Linked DNA regions of Xenopus laevis: region 1 is linked to region 2. The links are chromatin contacts, called in public Hi-C maps. All regions are on one chromosome and are shown on one strand. The core of a region is the stretch at or near the end of the contact, and the rest is flanking DNA. Distances in the headings are between cores, read along the strand shown.

What was found. Hi-C and Micro-C count contacts between places; a contact is called where the count stands out from the background.
Region 1: a contact with region 2 is called in a Hi-C map of the XL177 cell line, with 2.1 times the contacts expected there. The contact joins the enhancer-like site here to the promoter of sftpb.L in region 2. A contact is called at or near these places in 2 of 4 Hi-C or Micro-C datasets (the XL177 cell line and the XTC cell line).

What each region holds. Positions count from the first base shown.
Region 1 is chr3L:133,574,920-133,580,290 of Xenopus_laevis_v10.1, reverse strand. No RefSeq gene overlaps it. Among protein-coding and RNA genes, the nearest start is that of pax8.L, 24 kb to the right of the region's middle. Within about 2 kb of position 2,705, at least 1 of the 7 cell types and tissues checked has an H3K27ac peak or open chromatin away from gene starts, as enhancers often do.
Region 2 is chr3L:133,520,246-133,525,850 of Xenopus_laevis_v10.1, reverse strand. It overlaps sftpb.L (surfactant, pulmonary-associated protein B L homeolog), which reads left to right and starts at 3,676. Exons shown (of 11, transcript NM_001096917.1): 1 at 3,676-3,963. The coding sequence starts at 3,915.

The DNA.
Region 1 (5,371 bases), core at 1,456-3,955, 55 kb before region 2:
CACAGTAATGTAAGAGGAAGAATATTATTTGTTTCAGATAGGCACATGGTACTGCTTTACACTTATGTACATATCTTTTAGTGTGATTGTGTGCGGTCACATTGTCTAGACAAGCTTTTCTAGGCTTTCTGTGTTCAAGTCTAGTCTTTAACTTATAACTTATAAAATGGTGGGTGAGAATTCACGGCAAATCTCACTCTGGCTGGCCTTCAGACTGGGGGGTCCCCTCCGCTATTGGCCGTGGGGTATCCCTAAAGTCTGGGAGTCACCCATCTAGAGCTCCACTGTAGTGTCCCTTTTGCTTTCTCAATTGCTGCCCTCGCCCTGCCTCTCAGGTACTCCTTTTAGATTGTACAACCTGCAGGGCTTCTCCGCTCCTGCTTTTTGCACTGGAAACAATCTTAAATAAAAGCGTTATATATGTAAAAAACACAAGAGTGGTGACATTTTTGAGCTGGGGCTAATCCATGGAGACAATTTACTTCTTCTGCCACAAACCATGAGTTGATGTACATGGAAAAGCGTTTTACAGGAAGAAATAAATGCAGTAGTCTAAGAAAGCGACCTAGGAGGAGTAAAAGGGCAAATTGACCAATCCACATTGGAACAGGTAACTGACGTGGGACATAAAGACAGCAAGACTTTATAGTAGTGTCCCCTTGATTCTGTAAGCCCCGCTCTGCATATAAAATTGGGCTCAGGTGAGAAATAGAAAAATAGGCTTTGGGATGATCACGCCAATGCAGTGGCAGTTTTTTTTTCAGGTACCTGTGGCTAAAGAGAAGTGACAGTAGTAATAGGGAATCTGTACTCACCATGAATGGAAGTGGTTCTAGTATCCCAAAGAGTTTGTTATTGACTCTTAAGCAATTAAAAAGGCAGAGCCTATTGGCAAGGGAACCGAAGCACTGAAAGCACTTAAAGGAGAACTAAAGCTTAACTAAAGAAGTAGGCTAGAATTGTTGTACATTATGTTTTGTACCAGGCTAAGGCATCCACAGTCATTGAAGGTCTGTGCCCCAAAGATGCCCCAGTAGCCCCCTATCTTTTTTTCTGCACATGCTCTGTGCTGCTGTCACTTACTGAGCTTAGGGACCCACTCACAATATACAGTACACATAGAATAGAAATGTCACAATATAAGGCTGATTAGTAATTAATACAGATAATTACTACATGGCAGCACAGAAACCAGTGCAATTAACATCAGAATTTAATAATCAGCCCTGTAGCATCAGCTTATATTACAGACCAACCTCATTTTCTGCTGGATAATTAGTGACGACCCCTAAGTTTAGCTTCTCAACAGCTGCTCAGAGCCCACTGAGCATGTGAGTGTCACAGACACTTTCCAAGATGGTGACCCCCTGTGACAAGTTTGAAGTCCTGGATCATTGCTGCTATTGACAAGCTGACACTTTAGGCTGGTACAATAAGCTCACTATATAAAATATGACATTTTTAGCCACATTCATTTTTAGGGTTTAGATATCCTTTAACCTTTCCAAGCCTAGCTCTCTATATATCCACTGCTGTTATTTACATTCTGTCCAGCCTTCTCAATCTACATACTTCCCAGCTTTTCACTATTAAGATATTAGACGTCACCCCTCCCAGGCTAGAACACTGAGGGTCTGTATACTGACAGCTGGCCTATATGACAGTCTACATTTCGAAGACAAACCTCCAATATAAGTGCAAAAATGTGTTTTTATCCTGGGGATGTGCAGGGCATTTTTTCCAGACCTTTATGCCAGAATTGCCCATTTGTGCCATTGCATTTGGCGACTTTAAAAATTCAGCTCTCTCTGCCCACCAAACATTCCCATGAGGGGTATTACTGGTTCCCTAAAGTCTTGGGACAAGAGGCTCCAACCAAGGCTTTACAAAATGGCACCAGTCAGCACTAATGTGGCATATGTTTGGCTCTGCTGGAGATTTTTCTACACTCGTTTGCATGGGGGTCTTTCTCTGCGTGGGGGCGATAAAAGAAATTTGATTGCAAGCTCCCCTGGAAAAGACACTTATGGGAATGGGTATTCATAAGACTTCAGCTTTGCTTCTCTGGGAACCAAACTACTCAAATTGGAAGAAAGTGTGAATTTGGGAAATATAGCATGAATTAGGGGTTACTCAGCAAAATAAATAAATAATAGGCTCAAAGGGCTTGTTCACCACTGAGTGAACTTTTAGAACAATGTAGAGAGGGACACAATTTGCAAATGGCTTTTATTCTTTATTTATCGTTTTTGTTTTCCAAGCAACCATGCATTGATTTGAATAAGGAGGACTATGAATAGGAGAGGGTCAGGATAGAAAGATGAGTAATAAAAAAAAGAGCAATAACAATACATTTGTAGTTTTACAGAACATTTGTTTTTTTTTAGATGGGGTCAGTGACCCCTATTTGAAAACTGGAGAGGGTCAGAAGAAATCATTTAAAAAAACGATAAAAAATAACTAAACATTAACTTAAAGTGAATCACCTTTTTAGATTCCAGGAAAATATAAATAAGGAATACATATAATATACAATTAATAGGAATAAATATAATATTCCATGAATACAGTGCTGCTATTTTCTATGCAATATTCAGCCTGTGCATGACATGTGAGTGCAGATAATTGGAGGGACCCCTGGAAGCTTGAGACTGTAGCGCTGTGCCTTTCAGCAAGACAAAGACAAACAGCAGCAAAAGTCTTTGTTTTTGAGCATCCATGCGGGATACAGAGCCTCTGGCACTATGAGCAGAGGGCGGGGGGTTCTATCCAGAAATACTGTGGAGATCTGATAAAATCTCTAGCTCTTACCACTCTGCACAATGGTGATCTGGAACTTGCCTTGGGCCCCAGCATCAGAGGGGCCCATACAAAAGACATTATAGTAATAATATAATGAGTTATTTATCAGTATATACAACAGAACTATACAACCTGTAGGCGTCCGACTTTGTTAGATTGCAACTCTCTGAAAATGAATACTGTAAGGGGATGCTGAGAGTTGTAGTTCTGGACATCCCTGATTTATATTGATCTGTCCCTGCGCTGCAACTGCCATGCAAGGTTTGGGCTGCATATTCTGCGTTGGTACTGCCTGGTTCCCATGCGACTCCCCATTGCACTGGGGGAGCAATGATCCTGAAAATTGCCACATCTGTATGATTTGCTTTTTTATTTTCTGCATGAGAAACTTTTATTTGCAATTAGCGACCTCCTTACTGCACTCTCCCCTGCCCCTTCCATCCGTAATCCATTCAAGTCTCTACTGTTACTTCCAGCGCTAGGGGAAGGAGTACTTAGGACAGGACAAAGGGCCCGACAAAGCTTTATACCTTCTACCCCTTGGCCCAGAAAAGATCTTTTACAATGTGAAAACTTTTATTATTGTAAATTCGGCTGTTGTGAAACTACAACTCCCAGCATCCCATGACACTCAGAATACTGATTTACATTACACTGATGTTTGTTTTTGACGTAGATGTAATTTTCTTATATTTAATGCCCCTAGACCTATGGGGGTGATCTGAACCCTATAAAGCACAGATACGTATGCTGGAGACTAAGAAATGGAAGGCAGCCGCATCTTTACCCCACTATATTCATTTCAGCTAGTTAGCAGTGGCATATACCTAGGTGGCATGTGATATCCCAAACCATTGATCAATCTGGACCCCCATTCCTGCCCCCCCCCCCAACAGTCTGCTGTCTGTATTGATACTCCCTTTCCAAATAACCAACAGGCAATAAAAGTGCAAAGGCATGGTATAGTCTATTCCCCCCCTGTAAGGAGCACATGGTAGCAGCAATCTGGCTTGTGTGCATCCAACTCCCCCATCATGATCAGGAAGGGTGGGGGGTGATATTCCCTGTTCTCTAGGCAGGGAGGGAACCGAGTGGTTGGAAAGGGGGGCAGTATTGAGTGGTGGGTATAATGTTGCTGTTTCCTGCTGTTACTGCTTTGATTTATCCCTAATGAGTTCTTGGCACATGAATGATCAGAGCTCTCTGAGGAGCCTGCCCCTTAATGCAGCATCCGACAGCTCTCCCATGGCTCCCTGCAGTCTTTCTCACTTTCCCTCTCTCCATCTTGTCTGCCATTACCCAGGATCGCATGCACTCACTCCTTCTCAATTCTTCCATCCCATAATTTCCTTCTCCTCACACTTCTGGCTGTATCAGTCCCAAAATACAGTTGCAGTTTCTTCTATTTCTGTCCCAGAATTGTTTGCTTGCCCCAGCCTTCATGCACTGGCACTCTAACTCCATAGGTTTCGATTTCTAACCCAGAACTTATTGCTTTGCCCCTGTACGTGTATCTGTCCCAGAGTTTTTTCCTTCATACTGTGCCTTCTTCCTTTCCAGAAACGCCAGGACTCGATCAGGATCTCAGTGTGGAGTTAGCTCGTACCTCTAATAAATATCAACTTACCGCTATTCTCTCAAAGACAGTTGGGCAGCTTTGTTTGTGGCAGCGCAGTATAGAGGGGCCAGTAGGGCCTTAACTCATATGATTAAAAGTTTACAAAAGTTCACAAATAAGCATCATATACGACCTGTTGATACAAAAATTGCATCTGCAGATGCAGAGAAACACAAGAATCTGCTCCTCTGCTCCTCTGCTCCTCTGCTGGTCCAAGAGCTTGCACCCAGAAGTATTTCCCTTTGCTAGGGTGTACAGACACAGTGGATTTTGGTAATGAAATGTGAGATTTTGTGCCGATATCCCCCTTGTCTGCCTGCACCAGAGCAGAGGTAATGTTTCCAGCTGCAGGCACTTCTACCAAACTAAAGCTTGGTGTGGCCATAAGAGCTTCAGGTCAGGAGCAGTCATTTTTCATTACACCATTGCAGTTTTTTACGTGGGTACTGGGAGTTGTGCTGCAACTACAGGCGATGGGTTGCAGGTTTGGAGGAACAAATATACATAAAGATGTAAAGTGTTCCTGTCTCTGTCTTATCTTACTGCTGCCATCCTTGCTCTGCTCTGCCTGCTACTCTCCACTTCCTACCTGCTGCTCTGCACGACCCACTGTGTGCTGTTGTTCCTCTATGCACCCCTTGCGAACAATCCCTGAAACAATGTATTTATTTTATAATGCTCCATGACAGGGGGTGTAACTATATATAGAAGGCAGACCTTGTGATAGCTGGGGACCCAGGAGCTGCAAGGGCCCATGTGTAGTAGCACTGGCTGATAATGCAATTAATGTCTTATTTCAAAAACTCATGGGGCTCAAGAATGATCTTGCTGTGGGTTTACATCTAGTTACTCTGCTGCTCCAAGGCTTGGCAGTGCTTAATAGAGAGAGAGAGAGAGAGAGAGAGAGAGAAACAGTAACATCACAAACAGGTGTTAATTTAAAGGGGAACT
Region 2 (5,605 bases), core at 2,427-4,926:
CTTTAAGCACATTCCGGAGCACAGAGAAATATATCAGTTTTGGAAAACCTGAGTGTTGCAATGGCAGGACTCACCTTCCCTTCTGTTTGCAGAGGAGCGGACACTTCACACAGTGCCTTTAAGTTGTGCCAAAAGGTTTTTTTCTACTAAAACATGCAAAATACCCAACCCAAAATGAATAGTTGATATTAACTGCCCCTTGAATTCATTTCCCAGCCTTTTGCAGCATCTCTCAGTATGCTTTTATTGTCCACAGACAAAACTTGCCCATTCAGGCTTAGGGCAGATTTACTAAAGGGGGAAGTGACTAATGCTGGCGAAGATTCGCCAGCGTTACCGTTTTCAGGGACTTCTAGTATCTACGGGCGCAGGCGTAGACACAAGCAGTGATTGCACTCTATCGCCAGGCGAATTTTTGCCAGCTCAGACCAGGTGGAGTGCACTGGAGTGCATAGATCTTCCTCATTCTTCTGTTACTTACATCATATTTTTTAGTGGAAAAAGTTTCAAAGTCCAAAAAACGCTGGCGTCTTTTCCTTTTTTCAGAGTGATAGGCTGCAAAAGTCCTTACATTTTTTGGGTAACCGGTTTCTCCCATACATTTTATAACATATGGAGCATTAACTATACACAGGGCTCATGTGTAGGGCATTATAACAATTCTATTTACTTTATTAAGGTTCCCTGGACTTGTGTAATCTAATGTATTTGCTGCAACATATACGTCTATTCAACCTTAAATTTCCCACCGTATGCAAATTAGCCTGTTGGAAGGAATTTGTTGTTTTCCTTCATGTTATTTTGGCTTCTGATAAGCCAGGGAGCATCAAATAGCTTTCTTTGAACAGGTGAATATTCGGGGAGTGATTGAAGGGACTGGAGAGTCGGGAAGGTCATGGCAGGGAATTCCAGAAAGAGGCAGAAGCTCAAGAGAAATCTTGCAGTTAAGAGTGGGATGAGGCAATGAAAGGAGAGGTCACAGCTGAGGAGCGTGGGGAGAAAATGAAGGAGTGAACTTGGAGATGAGACCAGAGACTCCTGAATTCAGTTTGGGATTCATCTGAATCCCAGGAACAGGGAAAGTCCTTTGCTTCAACAAAACAAATCTATATTTTGCTTTCCATTGGCCTGTATTGTGCTGGGTCACTGAAGTCAATTTATGTTTTTTATATCAAGTGCATTTAAACTTTAACAGGTGTAATGGGTAGAAGGTGGGATGGGGGGGTTCATTCAAAGCCATGGCTGCTGAACAGTAGAACATTCTTACTTTATGACACTTTATGACACTCCCATGAAGCTACGCCACTGCTAGAAGTGTCTGAAAGGAAGGTGTTGTTGCTAAACTGTAACTTTAGAGGTTGTGACAGCCACAATGGAAGCAGACCCCATGGATGAAGAGGGGGGGCAGACGGAACGGTGGGGCCTGGACTTCGGGGTCAGCAGCCCCTGTAGTTGCAGAAATCTTCCCATTCCCAGTCATTCTCCAACCTATGTACTCCTGTACTTTTACTAGGTGTTGGTTACTTTGGGGCTTGGTCTTTGACTCCTGTACTCCACCTCAGATCCTCTGGCAGATCCAACTCCTGCTAGAGTGCAGTCTAGAAACATAGAAAGACCCATGTGCTAACCTATGGACAGGTCACAAGATCCAAGGGACAATGGGGGAAACCTCCCTCCCACAAGACATAGGTGAGAGAACCAGAACTTCCTAAGCAATAGGGGAAATATCCCTTAAAGCAGTGCTGTCTAATTTCTGTGTTATCGAAAACCAACATTTTTCTGGCCTACATGGTGGAGGGCCTATAATAGAAGCCAGTGTTGACCACTCCCTGTTTTTAAACCACACCCACTTTAAACCACACCCATGTTACCACAAGACCATATCCGCATTAATATGTGGTAGCACGCCAAAAAACCAAATGGTTGGTGCTCACTGCAGGGATATCACTTATCATTCATATGTGAAAAAAGTTGTCATATTAAGACATACCCTTAAATCCATATACCTCCTCATTCCCTGTGGATAACACAGTATCCCCAGTACCAGGCTTATGTTCCACAGGCAGAGTATGTCACACACAGGCAGAGAAAGGCACACACACAGGCAGAGAAGGGCGCACACACAGGCAGAGAAAGGCACACACACAGGCAGAGAAGGGCACACACACAGACAGAGAAGGGCACACACACAGGCAGAGAAAGGCACACACACAGGCAGAGAAAGGCACACACACAGGCAGAGAAGGGCACACACACAGACAGAGAAGGGCACACACACAGGCAGAGAAAGGCACACACACAGGCAGAGAAAGGCACACACACAGACAGAGAAGGGCACACACACAGGCAGAGAAAGGCACACACACAAGCAGAGAAGGGCACACACACAGGCAGAGAAGGGCACACACACAGACAGAGAAGGGCACACACACAGGCAGAGAAAGGCGCACACACAGGCAGAGAAGGGCACACACACAGGCAGAGAAGGGCACACACACAGGCAGAGAAAGGAACACACACAGGCAGAGAAAGGCACACACACAGGCAGAGAAGGGCACACACACAGGCAGAGAAGGGAACACACACAGGCAGAGAAAGGCACACACACAGGTAGAGAAGGGCACACACACAGGCAGAGAAAGGCACACACACAGGCAGAGAAGGGCACACACAGGCAGAGTATGTCACACACAGGCACTGGATTCCATGGGCTTGAGATCAGGTTTCAGGGAACCATGACATTGAAATAGGGATGCTAGGAATTGTGGTCTTGAGCACAGGACCTCTGGAATCACGGCTTTGATGAAAGGATACTGGAGATCATGACCTTGAGAACTGAATGTTATGAATCGTGACCTTGAGTTGCGGATGCTGAAGCAATAGCCTTGATCACAGGACTCAAGGAACTATAAACTCATATACAGAGTGCTAAGAATCGTGGCCTCCTTGAGTTGAGGATACTGGAAAGTGGAAACCATGGCCTTGATCACAGAATGCAGGGAACCATAACCTTGTATACAGGATGCTGAGAATCATGGTCTACTTCAGTTGAGGATACGGAAAACCATGGTATTGCATATAGGACACATGGAATCATGGTCTTGAGGATAGAATTTTGTAAATTATGGCCTCGAGTACTGGAAACCTGAAATCGAGATCTTGAGAAGATGATGCTTAGAATTGTGAACTTGAGGACAGGATTTTGGGAATCATAACCTTAAGGAGAGGATACTGGAAACCATGACCATGACAAAGGGGCACTCGAAATTATGGCAACAACTAGTCAAGAGAGGCCATTTTACAGAAACATGATAAGAACCATGACAAAAATAGATGAATTTTGCCCAAAGGGCTTGGTACAATGGAATGCATTGTATGGTTGAATCAGATTGTTAGCAGCTCAGACACAGACTACATAAAGAGCTGATATGTTGCTGTTATTTCCAGTGTGGAGGGTTTAGACTGGCTATTTGTGCAATATACATAGTGTGCAGATGAGAAGTATTTGCAGAACACTCCATAAACCTGAGTGGCCTCTTGCCTAATATTAAAGTGGGCTCTTGAGATAATAATTTCAGAAGAAATTGGATATGTACCTGGTGGGGGAGGCAGCAGAATGACACAGTAAGGGAAAGTGTCCTGTGCATGGTATTAGCAGGTATTAGCAGGGGATAGAGGAAGTCTAAGGGTAATGAGGGAGCTATCTGATTGGACTCTTTGGCAGGTATTGACTATGCAGCAGCAGACACATTGTAGTGTGTGCACTTCAGGTGTGTAAGCATTACACTCATAAGCGTTGACTCAGCCCAGTGTAAGCATTGGGACACTTCTGGGAAAGCCTTTCTACATCATTAACCCCCACCCCAAATATATAGAGCCAACACCTCAGAGATCCTACTCACTACACTACAGAGATGGAAGGGACACGCCTGATCTGGCTACTTACCCTGTGTGCAGCTGCAGGTAAGGATCCATCAGTACAGATTTGTATATTGTCCACCCAGTGCTCCTCCAGCTTTTGTTTGAGACTGATATCCCCCAGCATACCCAGACAGGTAAAAGTATAAACTTAATTTCATGACCATGGGTTAGATAGACGTCCTATGGCAAAGGTCTGTTACTAGTTTGCCTACGCTGGATCTGCTTCTCTACAGCAGAGTTTGGAAACCTTTGGCCCTCAGTCTGTTATTGAACTACAATTCCCAAAATTCTACCCAAAACCAATGGTTGAGAATCACAATTAAGCAATATCGGTTGTGCACCCTTGCACAGAATCTGATTTAGTCTTAGTTCATCATAGATCTTAATTGCTCTTTGTAGTAGTGCTTTCTTTCTATTTGATTTTTGACCAGAGTCCCCATTTTAGATGCTGTTAAATAGGGTACTTAATCTTACTGGGGCAAACACTACCTTTTAGTTCTTAAAGGAACAGTAAAGTAAAGGTAAAAAAGTAATTAGAATATAATGTACTGTTGCTTTGCACTGGTAAAAGTTATGTTTATTGTTTTAGAAAGACTGCTCTAGTTTATGTAAATAGGCTACTGTGTAGCCATGGGGGCAGCCATTCAGGATATAAAGGAGAAAAGGCACAGGTTACTTAGCAGATAACAGATAAGCCCTGTTATAGAATACAGTTGGATTCTACAGATTGTATCTGGCAGGCCCGGACTGGCAATCTGTGGGTTCTGGCAAATGCCAGAGGGGCTGCTATAAGGTGCCATAGAAAGTCAATATTTAGTGGGCTGGTGGGGCTGTTTGGGCCTCTATGTGGGCTGATTGGGCCTCTGTGTACCTGAAATGGCAGGGCCTATTTTAATTCTCAGTCCGGACCTGGTATCTGGTATCTGCTATGTAACCTGTGCTGCCCCCATGGCTACACAACAGCTTGTTTATTTAAAACTATAGTAGTTTTTCTAAAGAAAACACCACCTGTTGTACCAGTGCAGGGCAACAGTACATTGTATTGTCATTCCTTTAAAACACTTTGTTTGGTGTTACTGTTCCTTTAACCTCTGTTAAAGAGATACTGACACCTGAAATTAATTTTTTTTACATCTATTATAATATTGGCTTTGCAAGCTACTTCTAACTTTGCCATAAAGTATTTGCATGATGCTTTTACATTACCTGTCTGATCCCCCATGTTCCTGTATGAGGGGGGCTGCCATATTTGTGCAGCAGGAGTCCGTTAGCATTAGAAACTGTAACTAACAGGCTGAGATGGGACAGTCAGGTTGGCAAAGTCAGAGTGTCAGAGAGTCAGGCTTAGGAACTTCAACTAACAATTATGTACAAAAACAAACCTTTCAGCAAAAAATGATCAACATGACCTATAGGTAACATTTAATGTACATTCATATGCTAAAATTCATTTTTTAGTGTCAGTATCACTTTAAGTGCTCAACAATTAGATGTAATCAGTAGGTGTAATCGGAGTCATACAGACCTAGAGAAGGGGTGATGTGAAATGTCTGGGGCCCATCATGAAATCATCTGGTACCATGGCCAGTCTGACCCTAAGTTATCTAAACTTACTTTTCATCAATCTGGAAGCATCTATTACTGGATATAAATTGATATTCTGGCAAGTTGTGTAATGTGAGTC